4 separate regions of the Mus musculus genome follow, and regions 1, 2 and 3 are each linked to region 4. The links are chromatin contacts, called in public HiChIP or PLAC-seq maps. All regions are on one chromosome and are shown on one strand. The core of a region is the stretch at or near the end of the contact, and the rest is flanking DNA. Distances in the headings are between cores, read along the strand shown. Region 1 holds the start of Misp (mitotic spindle positioning). Region 2 holds the start of Prss57 (protease, serine 57). Region 3 holds the start of Polrmt (polymerase (RNA) mitochondrial (DNA directed)). Region 4 holds the start of Midn (midnolin).

Region 1 (2,799 bases), core at 97-2,596, 330 kb after region 4:
CGGAACGAGGAGACTGAATCCCAAGCCTGGGCTAGCTTGTGGGACCCCTTTGAATCTCTGTCTCTTCTTTCGATCAATGCCCTATTTGATCCAGGCAGGCTGAAGGACAGATGTGCACGATGTTTCCAGACTAGCAGATACCACGGCAGGATTAGGAAACTCAGGGCCTGGGTCTCGAATTGCTGCTCTCTAGAAGGGGGTCTGTGGGGCTTCCGGCTGGTTCCTCCCCAACCCTCTGACCCTCCCTTACTCATCCAGGAAATGGGAATTCTCCCTGTCACATTCACAGAAAATTTCATATGAAACGATGACGCCTTCAGAAACACCCAGCGCGAAGCCAGGTACAGAGAAAGAGGCCTACACCCCAGTACTCAGGAGGCTGAGGCAGTGGGATTGCTATTCGTTTGAGGTCAACTTTGGCTACAGAGTGAGACCTCTCTCAAAAACTCAAAGGTAATCATGTAAAACGCCCAGGAACACGGACCGAACAGGTCAGACCCCACCATACCCCTCTGGCAGCCCACGGCCTGTGTGTGGGGCCTGGGCATAGTGCTGGGGTTCCTGGCCTCCCGTGGGCGGGCTTGTGAGGTCCCTCTGAATCTCTTGTCTTCCCTTCTTCCCTCCAGTCCGTGGTCCCCCAGCTGGACTCCAGGGGCCCTTGACAGATGTGGTGCCCATCACCTACCATCGAGGAGACAGTCAAAGCCAGGGTTGAGACAGCAGTTTTCCCAAAGCCCCCTTGGGCCCCTTCATCCCTATTTAGCAGAAGTGGGCATTGAAGTGCAGTGCATATCCAGTCCCACAGGTCGGATGGATTTGAATTAGCACCTCCCTCCGTACATCGTAGGTACTCCACCATACCAACCACCTTTCATGGGGAAACTGAGTCCTGAAAGGGCCTCTGATTGAGCCCACACACCTGACATCTCAGTACTCAGGAAACTAATGCAGGAGGATTACTTAAAGAGTTTGAGGTCAGCTTGGTTATAGGCCTTTTACTCAAGTCTGGAATACCCAGTGTGTTGGGAACACAGGACTCCTAGACATCTATTTTATACAGATAGGGCAACTGAGGCCAAAGGAAAAAAAATTCTCCAAAAAAAAAAAACATGAAAAAAAAGGGGGGTACTCCTCTACTATGCAGAACCTGGCTCAGAACTTGTGGGCTATCTGTGAGGACCTCTCTACTCTCAACATCACAGCCCAAGGACATGGGTGTGGAAGATGTGGAGACCGAGGCCCGTGGGGGTGGCTGGCCACAGCTGTCGCTTACCTGACCAGGTGCCGCAGAGTCCTGGCGAAAATGCCCAGTGAGGGCTGCAGCAGCCGCAGGGGAGAAGTTTCTCCTGTGCTCTACAGGACCCAGCCTTTTTATGGCTCCACCACTAGGAGGCCGCACCCCTTCCCGCCCAGGTGAAACCCAAGAACTTCAGCAACCTGGCTCTACACACTTTTTTTTTTTTTTTTTTTAATTTGTTTCTCTGGGAAAGTCAAGAACATGGGGGTGAAGGGCGGGGCCTTGCCACACGTCAAAAGCAGAAGGGGGCAGCAAGGGCACTTCAGCCGAGGCTCAGGGCTTGAGGAACTCAGGCAGACTCAAAGGAGGAGGAAGACGGGGGTGCCATGACCACGGCCATAGCTCACCCTCAGGAAAGTGCGCCTCTCCTCCAGGCCACGGGAAGGACAGGACACAGACCCCGTGGCCTCTGCTTGAGCCCCTACTGTAGCTGCGGGTAGTGACGGGGCCCGCAGGAGGCCCTGCACCCTGCTGCACACCAGGCTGGGGTCCCAAGGAAAGGGACCTAGACCAGGCGTGGTCCTTTGAAGTTGAGTCAGCTCCTGTGTGCAGGGTTGTGCCTCTGGGGACCAAAGTGGCTACTGCTGCCTGCCCGAAGGTTGGTGACCCTCTGCCAGGCTCCCGTCAGGCCAGGTGGCAGATGGGGGGGGGTCCCTTACTCCCACCCAAAGTGTGTGTGGAGCAGCCTAAACCTGCCTGGATATGCTAGGTTTTGTGGCGCTGGCAGACATACCCACTGACTTCTAGGGTATGGGGGTATGTGGGAAACCCAGGACCCTGGTCCAAACCAACTAGAGAAGAGGGCAGAGGTGACCCCAAAGCTCCCAAAATTAGCACCAGGAAGAAGGGCCCAGTGTGTGCATGGTGGGGGTGGGGGTGGGACTCAGGACAGGGAGTGGCTTGGCTGGCCAACAATGACTCCATCCTGCGGGTGATTGTTCTATCCCCGGTGAAGAGTTTCCCCTGCTTTGAGCTCTGCTACCTATGGGAGGGGATCCACAGGTGCCCATCCTCCTCCCTAGAACTTCAAGACTTTGAGTCCCCAAAGAACTGTGGCCTCACTCCACCTGCCCACATTAGGTCGCTGGCGCCTTGGCCAGGGAGACCCTTTCTGGTCCCCTCGAAGACTCCCCAAAAGTAACGATAAGGCACAGACAGGCTGGCCTGGGGCGGCAAGGGGACACCAGGCTGGGACCACGGTGGGCATAAGCCGCCTGTGTAAACCTGCTGTGACCTGGACTGAGGGGTCCCCATTCTTAGAGGGGCTGATATGGGCTGGCCTGTCTCTCACCAAGGGGTGACCCACGGCTCAGAGGTTCGGGGTGAGTGTGGAGTGTGGTGACGGGCAGAGCACCCCCCACCCGAGACTCGAGGTGCATAGGGATCACACACGTGTCTGGGGCCTGTGAGGCGGAGGGTGAGGGTGGGCAGGCGCCGGGGAGGGCCGGGCTGCTGGGTTTGAGTGTGGAGCATAGGACGGGGACCGGGGACTAGGGTGCCCC
Region 2 (3,117 bases), core at 593-3,092, 360 kb after region 4:
GAAACAGAGAAGCAACAGGGCTCCTGCGTCTGCAGCCTGAACTTTTCCTGCACTTGCTGTGCGATTTTTTTCCCCCCTGAGACACAGTTTCTCTGTGTAGCCCTGGCTGTCCTGGAACTCACTCTATAGACCTGATTGGCCTTGAACTCACAGAGATCTGCCTGCCTCTGCCTTAGAGCTAGGACTAAAGGCACGCGCCCACCCTGCATCACACACCTTCCCACTCTCTGTCGTCATCCCCGCTGATTTCTCTTTATATCGCTGTCTTCATCTCTGTTTCTGTCTCCCTCTCATTTATTTTATTTGTTATTTTCTGAGTGTTTTTCTGTGTGTATATACCACATGCATGCAGTACCCACAGGAGCCAGAAGTGGGGACAGATCCACTGCCACTATGTGAGTGCTATCAACCAAACCCAGGTCCTTTGGAAGAGTAGCCAGTGCTCTAAACTGCTAAGCCTTCTCCCCAGACCTGCTTTCTGTTTGTTTGTTTGCTTGCTTGCTTGCTTTTTGTTTGGCAAGGACTCACTCTGTAAAACAGGCTGGCTTTAATCTCAGAGACCCATCTGCCAGTGTCTCCAGAGAGCTGGAGTTAAAGGTATGCATCCTCTTCAGGCTTGGCTTTCTTTCTGTCCTTATCTCTGTCTTTGTCTTCCCCTCCCTCTCTGTCTCATTCCACCTTCACCTGTTTCTGTTACTCTCTTATGTTCCTCTGGCCCTGGCTCTCTGGGGTCTCTCCCTCCTTCCCCTCCTGCTCTGTGTCTGGTCACTACTACCTTCCTGAGCCCTGGCTCCCTCAAAGGCCAATGGTGCAGAGCTTCCCCCTGCATCCTCAGTGGGGGATGGAGTGACCCTTTTGGGAGGTTGTTGCTAAGACAACAGTGCCTTCTCCTGCAGGATGCCCTTGCTGACCCTGAGCCCTCTCCCCTTCCTGAGCTGTCTGGGACCACTGTGCACCCTGAGTTCACCCAAGCCCCTCTCTGCTCTTAGGTACCTACCATTTGCATCAGCCCTGGGGTGGGTCCTACAGGCCAACTAGGGCATAGCCTGTAGCAGACTTAATTAAAGCTGCAGCATCTGCTAACAAGCATGGACCAGTACAAGCCCAGCCAGTGTGTGCTCTGGGCTCCATCTCACAACCTAGGGGAAGCTTATGTTCCCACCTTACGTGGGTCCATGGTAGACAACACCTGTGGCCTTAGCACTTGGAGGATAGAGGAGGGAGAGGCAGGCAGGCGTTCAGGGCTATTCTCAGCTGGATAGCTAGTTCAAGAGCGTATTGAATTAGAGGCCAGATAACTGAACTTTCTCTCCCAAAGGTCCCCACCACGAGGAAACCCAAGCCCAGCACATATCCTGATGGGTGGTCTCTGGACTCCAGACCTTAGGGTCACTCTCTGCTATGTCCCCAGTTCTTCCAAGGAAGTATGGTATACAGTAGGACCTCAGTAAAAGCAATAAAGTCAGCCCAACTCAGAGCCCTCCCCAAAGAACTAGCTTTATGGTCCTCACTGACCTCAGGTTCATGATGGGGAAACTGAGGTCAAGGGTCAAGGTGCTTGCTCCTGGGCTACCTGGCTGGGGACAGACAGATAAGCAGAGTTGGTGCTTCCAGGATGACTGTCCCCTGAGAAGGTCTGAATGCGTTCAGTGGCCAGATAATCTAGTAGGAAGGTACAAGGGGAGTTTGAGCTCACAAACCAATCTTGTTTCTAAACTTCTGGGTTTTCATGAGCAGCACAGTTGGAGACAAGAAACAGTAACGTGGCCTCCCCTGATTTCCAGAAGTGCCTGCTCCACCTTCTGACCACAGACCACAGACCCGGAACAACTTTCTGGACTGAACCGTTGGGTGCCTCCTGCACCTGCAGACCTCACCAGAAAGATGCCATCCTCTACAGCTATGGTGCCTGGGACAAGAGGAGGCTGGCACTGTCTGGTGCTGACTACAGCAGCTGCCCTGACCCAGCTCATGTGGCTCCCTGGTGAGAACTCCAAATGGCCATTAGACCCTACCCAAGGTGACCAGGCTCCCACACAGGATGCACGTGTACTCTTGCTCAGGCAGGAGGCTATGGGGTGGGGGTGGGGCAGCCAGTAGGGACTTCAGCCACCTCAGGTACAAGATCGTGGAGACTGGGCTTCCTAGCTTTTGTTTTGTTTTGTTTTTATTTTTGTGTGTATTAGTGTTTTGCCTGTATGTTTGCATGCCTGCAGTACCTGGAGGAACCAGAAGGTGGCATCAGATCCCCTGGAATTTACAGTCGGTTCCAACAATCATGTAGATGCTGGCATTAGAATCTAAGTCCTCAGTAAGACCAGCCAGGGGTTTTAAATAACGAGCCATTTCTCCAAGCCTCCTATTTTTTAAAAATTACATTTATTTATTTTGAGAGAGTACATGTAGATAGTGCTTGTCACAACCAGTGGAAAACTTGCAGGGGTCGATTCTGTCCTTCTACCATAGGGGTTCCTGGGATTAAACTCAGATTGTCAAGCTTGGTAGCATGTGCCTTTGCCTGCTGAACCTATCACAGGCCCAAAAGGTCTCCTAGCCTCAGTCTTTAATTATCTATCTATCTATCTATCTATCCATCCATCCATCCATCCATCCATCCATGTCTGTCTATCTGTTTGCTTTCAAGACAGGGTTTCTCTGTGTAGCCCTGGCTGTACTGGAACTCACTTTGTAGACCAGGCTGGTCTCGAACTCAGAAATCTGCCTGCCTTTGCCTCCCAAGCACTGGGATTAAAGGTGTGCCCCACCACTTGGTCCCCTCTATTTCTCTTAAGTAAAGTGGGTTTCTCGTGGTCCAGGCACCTTGAAATAGCTGGGCAGCTGAAAAGGGAATCACCTTGAATTCCTGATCCTCCTGCCTCCACTTCCAGAGTTCTGAAACAGCAGGCCTGCACTGCTACACCATGCTTATGTGGTGCTGAGGGTGCCTGGGACTGGCTTTGTCTGTCTGTCTCATCTCTGTCTCTGTCTCTGTCTCTGTCTCTGTCTCTGTCTCTGTCTCTGTCTCTGTCTCTGTCTGTCTGTCTGTCTGTCTCTCTCTCTCTCACACACACACACACACTCACTCTTAGGCGAGGTCTCATCATGTAGCCCTGGCTG
Region 3 (2,995 bases), core at 225-2,724, 400 kb after region 4:
TGTTTGTTTGTTTGTTTTCGAGACAGGGTTTCTCTGCGTAGCCCCTGGCTGTCCTGGAACTCACTCTGTAGACCAGGCCGGCCTAGAACTCAGAAATCTGCCTGCCTCTGCCTCCCAAGTGCTGGGATTAAAGGTGTGTGCCACCTGGGGTTAAGAGCACTGACTGACCTTCCAGTGGTCCTGAGTTCATTTCCCAGCAACCACATGGTGGCTCACAACCATCTGTAATGGAATTCAATGCCCTCTTCTGGTAGACAGAGATAGTGTACTCAGATACATAAAATAAATAAATCTTTAAAAAAACAAAAACAAAAGCAAAAACGGTGTGTGCCACCACACCCAGCTCTGAGTTTGTGTGTGTGTCTGTTTATCTGTCCGTTTGCTTGCCCGACTGCCTGATTGAGACAAGGTTTTATGTGCATTTTATGTGCTTAAATTTGAATCCGCCTGCCTTTACCTCCAGAGGGCTGGGATTATAAACCCAAAGCTCTCACTGATGCGCTCCAGACAGTAGAAGCCCTAGTACTGAGAAAATGAGCCCAGGTCCTGTCTTCTCAGGAGGGTACTGTCTGAGCTACAGAATTAGCCTGGAAAATTTAGTGAGATTCTGTCTCAAATATAAAATGCTGGTGCGTGATAGCACATATCTGTCATCCGGCACTTCCTGAGCTAGGAGGCAGGAGGATCAGGAATTCACTGTCATCTTTGGCCACATTAGAAGTTTGAAACCAACCTGGGCTACGTGTAGATAGATCCCTTAGTCCAACACTGGGAAGGAGAAGACAGCAAGGTCAGGCTTTCCAGATTAGTTCTCATACATGTAAATTGGAAGCTAACATGAGCTACATGGGACTCTGTGAATGTGAATGAATGAATGGATGGATGGATGAATGAAATCGCGATGTGGTACTATTTACACGTCTTTTCCATCTTTCTACGGCCCTGATTCCATTTGCACAAACACATATACATACAGAGAGACAGAGACAGAGAGAGGCAGAGAGGAGGAGGAGGAAGAGGAGGAGAAACAAATAGGGTAGGGACTGGGCGTGGTGGCGCACGACTATAGTCCCAGTACTGGGTGGCAGAGCAGGAGTATAAGGAGGATATCTGTTGAGTTCAAGGGAATCCTGTTAAATTCCAGGACATTCATGGTTAAATAGTGAGACTTTGTGCCAAAAATGTGCATATAGTACATAATATATACACATATGTAAATGTTACGCACATATATATGAACAAATAAAATAAAGCAGAAACCAGTCAATCAAAGAACAAAAAAATATAAAAACTAAAGAGGGAACTTGGATATGAAAAGAACGAATCAGAAGAGTATTTCTGCGCATGCTCTCTTGCCGCCACGCTGCCCGCTGCCTCTTGGGAGTTGTAGTTCTCCTTCGACTCCTCTCACAGGACAGACCCTAAGAGCGCTTCCGGCAGTCGCAGAACTACAGCTCCCTGCAGGCGGCGCGTGCGCGTGCGCACTGCGGGCAGCAGGCGGCATGTCGGCGCTCCGGTGGACCCGAAGCGCAGCCGGGCTTGGCCGGGTTCTGCGCTCCCCTGGGCCCCACCGCCCGCCTTCGGAGGAAGGTAAAGGAGTGTCGGATCCAGGACTATAATCTTCCCTTCCTTAGGATCCCGGTCACCTTCAACCTTTGTTCTTTGACCTATGGAGGAGTTTCTGGGGACCCATTTAGCTGGGCACTAGTTGGCAACGTCTCTCTAGGTCCGCAGGGCACTTTGACTTTTGATTGTTGCTCGCTTTTCCATGTCTCTGACCCACTGTTGGGGACTTACGGATATTGGCATTGACCTTTGGCTACTTTTAGTTAGGAGTACTTCTTGCTGGATCCTGCACCCCGATCCTTATAGCTTTGGCCTGTTCTGCCCTTGAAGTTGGTCTTTTTCTGGGTCTGGATTTATTTGTGGGCGGGGCGTGTTTTTTTTTTTTTTTTTTTTTTTTTTTTGAGCCATGGTGTTTCCATGTGGTTCATGCTGGATGCTTTATTTGAACTCAGGTCCTACTGCTTCAACCTCCTGAGTTCTGAGATCCCATGCCTGGCAGTCCTTGTCTTTTGATCCATTTCTTTCTGGGCATGACGTAAGTTTGAGGCAGGAACTCACACTAGCTTAACCTAGAACTTCCTTTGTAGCCCAGGCTGGAATCCAATTGGAGACCCTCCCACCTCAGCCTCCAGAGACCTGGGGTAATAAGTGTGCATGCCACGGTGTCCACTTGATAGGATGGTTTCTGTGTTCTTATTCTTCATGTCTCTTTCTAGGGACTTTTGGTGGCTTCTGCAGCTCAAGAAGGAGCTCCGCTGCCAGTCCCCGTGAGCAACATGTCCTGAGGGAGTGGGGCCATGCTGAACTGCTGGAAGGTAAGTTGGTGTCCTAAGTCCTTCTCCACAGTGAAGCCTTGAGGGAGTGTGCTCTGCGTTGTACCTGACCACTCCAAGGGAGTATGTAAAATGGGGTCCAGAGTCCACTGAGCAGTGTTGTCTGGCTGGCCTGTCTGTGGTCCTGTGGGTCCTCTTGTGCTGGTTCTGGGAGCTGCTGTAATTCCATTCCCTGAGTTCCAGATTCCCACCTGGGGCTCTCACTTCTAGGAAGACAGTGGAGGCCCCAAATACACCTGAACAATACCGGATTTGCATTGTTGGAATGCTGACATAGAAGTCTCCAGTTTTAGTCCTGCAGAGTCGAGGTGCAGCTGGAATCCAGCCTGTCTGCCAGGCCTGCCTGTCTGTCTTCCTTCCTTCCTTCCTCTTTCTTTCTTTCTCTCCTCATTCCTCCCTTCTCTCTTTCTCTCTTTTTTCTTTCTTGGTTTTTCGAGACAGGGTTTCTCTGTGTAGGAAGTCCTGGCTGCTTTGTAGACCAGGCTGGCCTTGAACTCAGGTCTGCCTGCCTCTGCCCCTGGAGTGCTGGGATTAAAGGTGTGCATGAGCCGGGTATGGTGGCGCACGCCTTTGATCCCAGCACTCTGGAGGCAGAG
Region 4 (2,926 bases), core at 79-2,578:
CTACTTACTCCGCCGGCCTGGCGGCGGCCAATCAAAACACACAGACCGCCCAGTCCGTCGCGCTACCGGGCCAATGAGAATCGCCGCGGGGCTACCCCACGTGGCAGCGAGACCCTCCCTTTCTCTCCGCCCCGTCCCTTCTGCGTCCAATGGAGATGCCAAGAGGGTTGGGCTGAGGCCGATCCTGACCAGCCCCCGCGACCCCCCACCCGCTCCCAGAGCCATTCATAAGGCCCAAAGACCTTAACAAAGGGCGGGCGGGCCCTGAGGGTAGCGGACCCGAGTTTTAGGACTTAGCACCCCCCCTCCCCGCCCCTCTGCGCGAGCCTAACCCCTTCAGTCCGCAACGGGAGCGGTCGGGAGAAAAGGCTAGGAGCCGGCCATTGTTCCCGAATAAGGAACAGGAAATCGTGGCGCCTCCCCGCTGGGTCTGTCCGGGAAGCTACAGCCTGCGGAAGCTGTCGCTTGAGCCCTGAGCCTCATGGTCAAGGGTCGCGAGCTGGCCTCTCAAGGACAGGGCTGTCTTCCGCCCCCGTGGGTGGGTGGATGCAATGATATTGGAGAACTTGGGCGGAACCCACAGCTTGGGCAGGGCCCTGCAGCTCGGTGACGTGGCTTTGATTAGATCCGTCCCTCCCGAACCAGTGCCACTTCGCGTCCTAACCTAACTCACCCTCAGTTTTTTTTTTTCTGACTTCCCCCCCTCCCAATCCCGGGTCGGCCCGTTTCCCGAGGTGTGCCCGCCCAAGCCGTGACGTGATGCGGCGTCCCCGGCTGCGCCCGCGCGCGCCCCGCTTCGGGCAGCGGTGAGTCAGCAGCCCCGGCGCGCCCTCTGCAGTCCCCGCCCGGGAGCGCTGCCCGAGTCCCGGGGGAGGAGTGCCGTGCGTCTTGGCTGGGGAAGGGGTGCGCCAAGAATTGGGGGTCTGCATGTGGGGAGGGTCCGTTGAGAACCTTTATACTTAGCAATGCAGAGAAGACTTAAGACCGCACATAAAGGGAAACTGAGTCTACAAACAGTTCAAGGTCACTGGCTGAGTGCGGGGGGGGGGGGGGGGTTGGGGGGCGTGAGCTGCAGTCCCGCCAGGGCGGTGCCCATAGTGCGCAGCCCCTCCCACCCCACAAGTTGGAGGGCTCCGGGTCCTGAGGCACACTAGGTGCGGACGATTCAAAGAACAAAGAGTGGGACAGCCTGAGAAGTTTACGGCGGGTGGGGGCCCCTCTCCGTTTCGTGCGGTCCCGCCCCTACTCACCGGCTCCGTAGGTCCTGGGTCACCACTGCTCCAGATGACCTGCGTATGGGTCCTGGCAAGAGGTGGCCGTGCCGGTCTGGGGCCGGGCGGGCGGCCCCTGAGCCTTTATCCGCGCCGCCTTCCCTGGGGTGGAGTTTGGGCGGGCAAGGGGCGGGGGGCCGGGCAATGGTGACGCATTCCCTAACCCCCCCACCCCACCCCACCGCCTGCTGGCCTGGACAGGGACACCGGCCCTAGGGCTTCGCAGCACCCACAGAGCAGTGCCTCAGGGGTGTCACCGACCTGGGTAACTCCTACCTCCCCATGTACTGGGGTTCACCTCACATTAGGATTGGGGGGGTGTTTGGCCTGCTTCCCTGCTCCGCCCCCTTTCCTGTTGGCCTGGTGCTTCCGCCTGGGGGCGCCCGCGTGTGGAAGGGGGGGGCGGAACGGGAAGGGGTTCCTTAGTCAGCAGCCTAGGTCCAGGAAAACAGGGTAGTGTCACCTGCTAGGCAGTAGGTGCCCCTGACAGCTGCCTAGCCTCCTCATCCTTTAACGATGACCTCAGAGGCCATTTCTGTGACGATTCATCCATCCCTGGCCTTGCCTAGGCCAGTCACCTGTGTGACCTCTGAGTAGCCCAGTCCCTAATGCACCCTACACCATAGCATAGTTGGTTCTCACTCCAGCATATGGGTCCCAGAAGTCAGCTCAGGTCATCAGTGGGCTTGGCTGAATGTGTCTGTATCTCCAGGCCCCTCTGGGTTAATTACAAAGTACCAGACAAGCAAAGGAAGGCCTTCTGCAGCCTGGCATGTGTGATCTGTTCTCACAGCACAGATGCATCGGCACATACTGGCCCTGGCCCTGGCCTTTGGGGTGGATACTCACTCACCCACCTATGGACCAAGGAGCCAGCCCTTTGTCATTTGAGCGTGGCCAGACCCTCCATCACTTCCCTAACCTTCCATCTCCTGTCCACGTATGCGGTCTCTTGCACTTATCTGGTCTGAGCACCACCACCACCCTGGGTGCCCCTCCCAGGCCAGTTCCTTCCTAGGTCACCTTCCTCTCTGGCTGATCATTCTGGACAGGCATGCTGGGCCCCCAAGCAGACAGGCGTGCCAGACACTCCCAGTCTCCCAGGGTCATGGTCAGGCCAGAGAACACTTGGAGGCCCAGAGACTTTGAGGGATGAGCAGGAGTTTGTTCAGAAGTACAAACTGAAGCTGCGCAGTGTGGAGGTCAGAGGCAGGGTTTGCCTCTGGAGGGACCTCAGGGAAGGGATAGGTGAGGTGGGCTGGCTCTGACACCATTCAGACTGAAAGCCACTGTAATAAATGCAGGGTGCCCAGACTGCCTGCTTCCTGTCTCTTCTTCCTGTGTGGTCCTTTGTCCTTAGCATGAAGCCCAAGACTCAGTAATCTGTCCAGGCCCTGCCCTCCAGGAAGGTCCCAACCTCCAGGTTCTCAGTCCCGCCCTACTGCTCTGCTGTCCCAGGACACAGCCCAGCCAGCACAGGCTGTCCTGTCCTGAGGCCAGGCTCCAAAGCTCACACCTCCTCATAGGAGATATCTCCCTGAGTTCTGGTGGGGAAGATATGAAGGATTCACACTACAAGGTATACTAGGCCAGGCCAGGCTGCTCTGAGGGCCTCCTGTTGACATCTGTCCAGCCCGATGACCTCAGTGACCTCT

What was found. HiChIP or PLAC-seq counts read pairs in DNA pulled down with a chosen protein or histone mark.
Region 1: an H3K27ac HiChIP or PLAC-seq map of embryonic stem cells shows a contact between it and region 4, with 8 read pairs. The contact joins the promoter of Misp here to the promoter of Midn in region 4. A contact is called at or near these places in 12 of 39 promoter capture datasets (the C10 cell line, the SN4741 cell line, embryonic stem cells and 6 more), 1 of 15 datasets of contacts at CTCF or cohesin (large pre-B cells), 4 of 484 Hi-C or Micro-C datasets (CD4 T cells, the CH12 cell line, the G1E-ER4 cell line and 1 more), 17 of 115 datasets of contacts at active chromatin or transcription factors (the NIH/3T3 cell line, the SCID.adh cell line, craniofacial prominence and 10 more) and 4 of 9 other capture datasets (adipose tissue, embryonic stem cells, liver and 1 more).
Region 2: an H3K4me3 HiChIP or PLAC-seq map of neural tube shows a contact between it and region 4, with 2.9 times the contacts expected there. The contact joins the promoter of Prss57 here to the promoter of Midn in region 4. A contact is called at or near these places in 8 of 39 promoter capture datasets (the SN4741 cell line, cranial neural crest, embryonic stem cells and 4 more), 5 of 484 Hi-C or Micro-C datasets (Sertoli cells and embryonic stem cells), 9 of 115 datasets of contacts at active chromatin or transcription factors (the SCID.adh cell line, differentiating embryonic stem cells, embryonic hindbrain and 5 more) and 3 of 9 other capture datasets (adipose tissue, liver and pancreatic islet).
Region 3: an H3K4me3 HiChIP or PLAC-seq map of bone marrow-derived macrophages shows a contact between it and region 4, with 2.7 times the contacts expected there. The contact joins the promoter of Polrmt here to the promoter of Midn in region 4. A contact is called at or near these places in 3 of 39 promoter capture datasets (hippocampal neurons, liver and pre-B cells) and 4 of 115 datasets of contacts at active chromatin or transcription factors (bone marrow-derived macrophages, craniofacial prominence, embryonic stem cells and 1 more).

Annotation. Positions count from the first base shown.
Region 1 is chr10:79,819,568-79,822,366 of GRCm38.p6, reverse strand. Misp (mitotic spindle positioning) reads right to left here and starts at 1,346. Exons shown (of 5, transcript NM_030218.2): 1 at 1,274-1,346. Palm (paralemmin) reads right to left here. Exons shown (of 9, transcript NM_023128.4): 9 at 1,471-2,799.
Region 2 is chr10:79,787,710-79,790,826 of GRCm38.p6, reverse strand. It overlaps Prss57 (protease, serine 57), which reads left to right and starts at 1,842. Exons shown (of 5, transcript NM_001042710.1): 1 at 1,842-1,984. The coding sequence starts at 1,885.
Region 3 is chr10:79,745,060-79,748,054 of GRCm38.p6, reverse strand. It overlaps Polrmt (polymerase (RNA) mitochondrial (DNA directed)), which reads left to right and starts at 1,474. Exons shown (of 21, transcript NM_172551.3): 1 at 1,474-1,590; 2 at 2,283-2,381. The coding sequence starts at 1,503.
Region 4 is chr10:80,146,674-80,149,599 of GRCm38.p6, reverse strand. It overlaps Midn (midnolin), which reads right to left and starts at 1,328. Exons shown (of 9, transcript NM_021565.2): 1 at 1,251-1,328.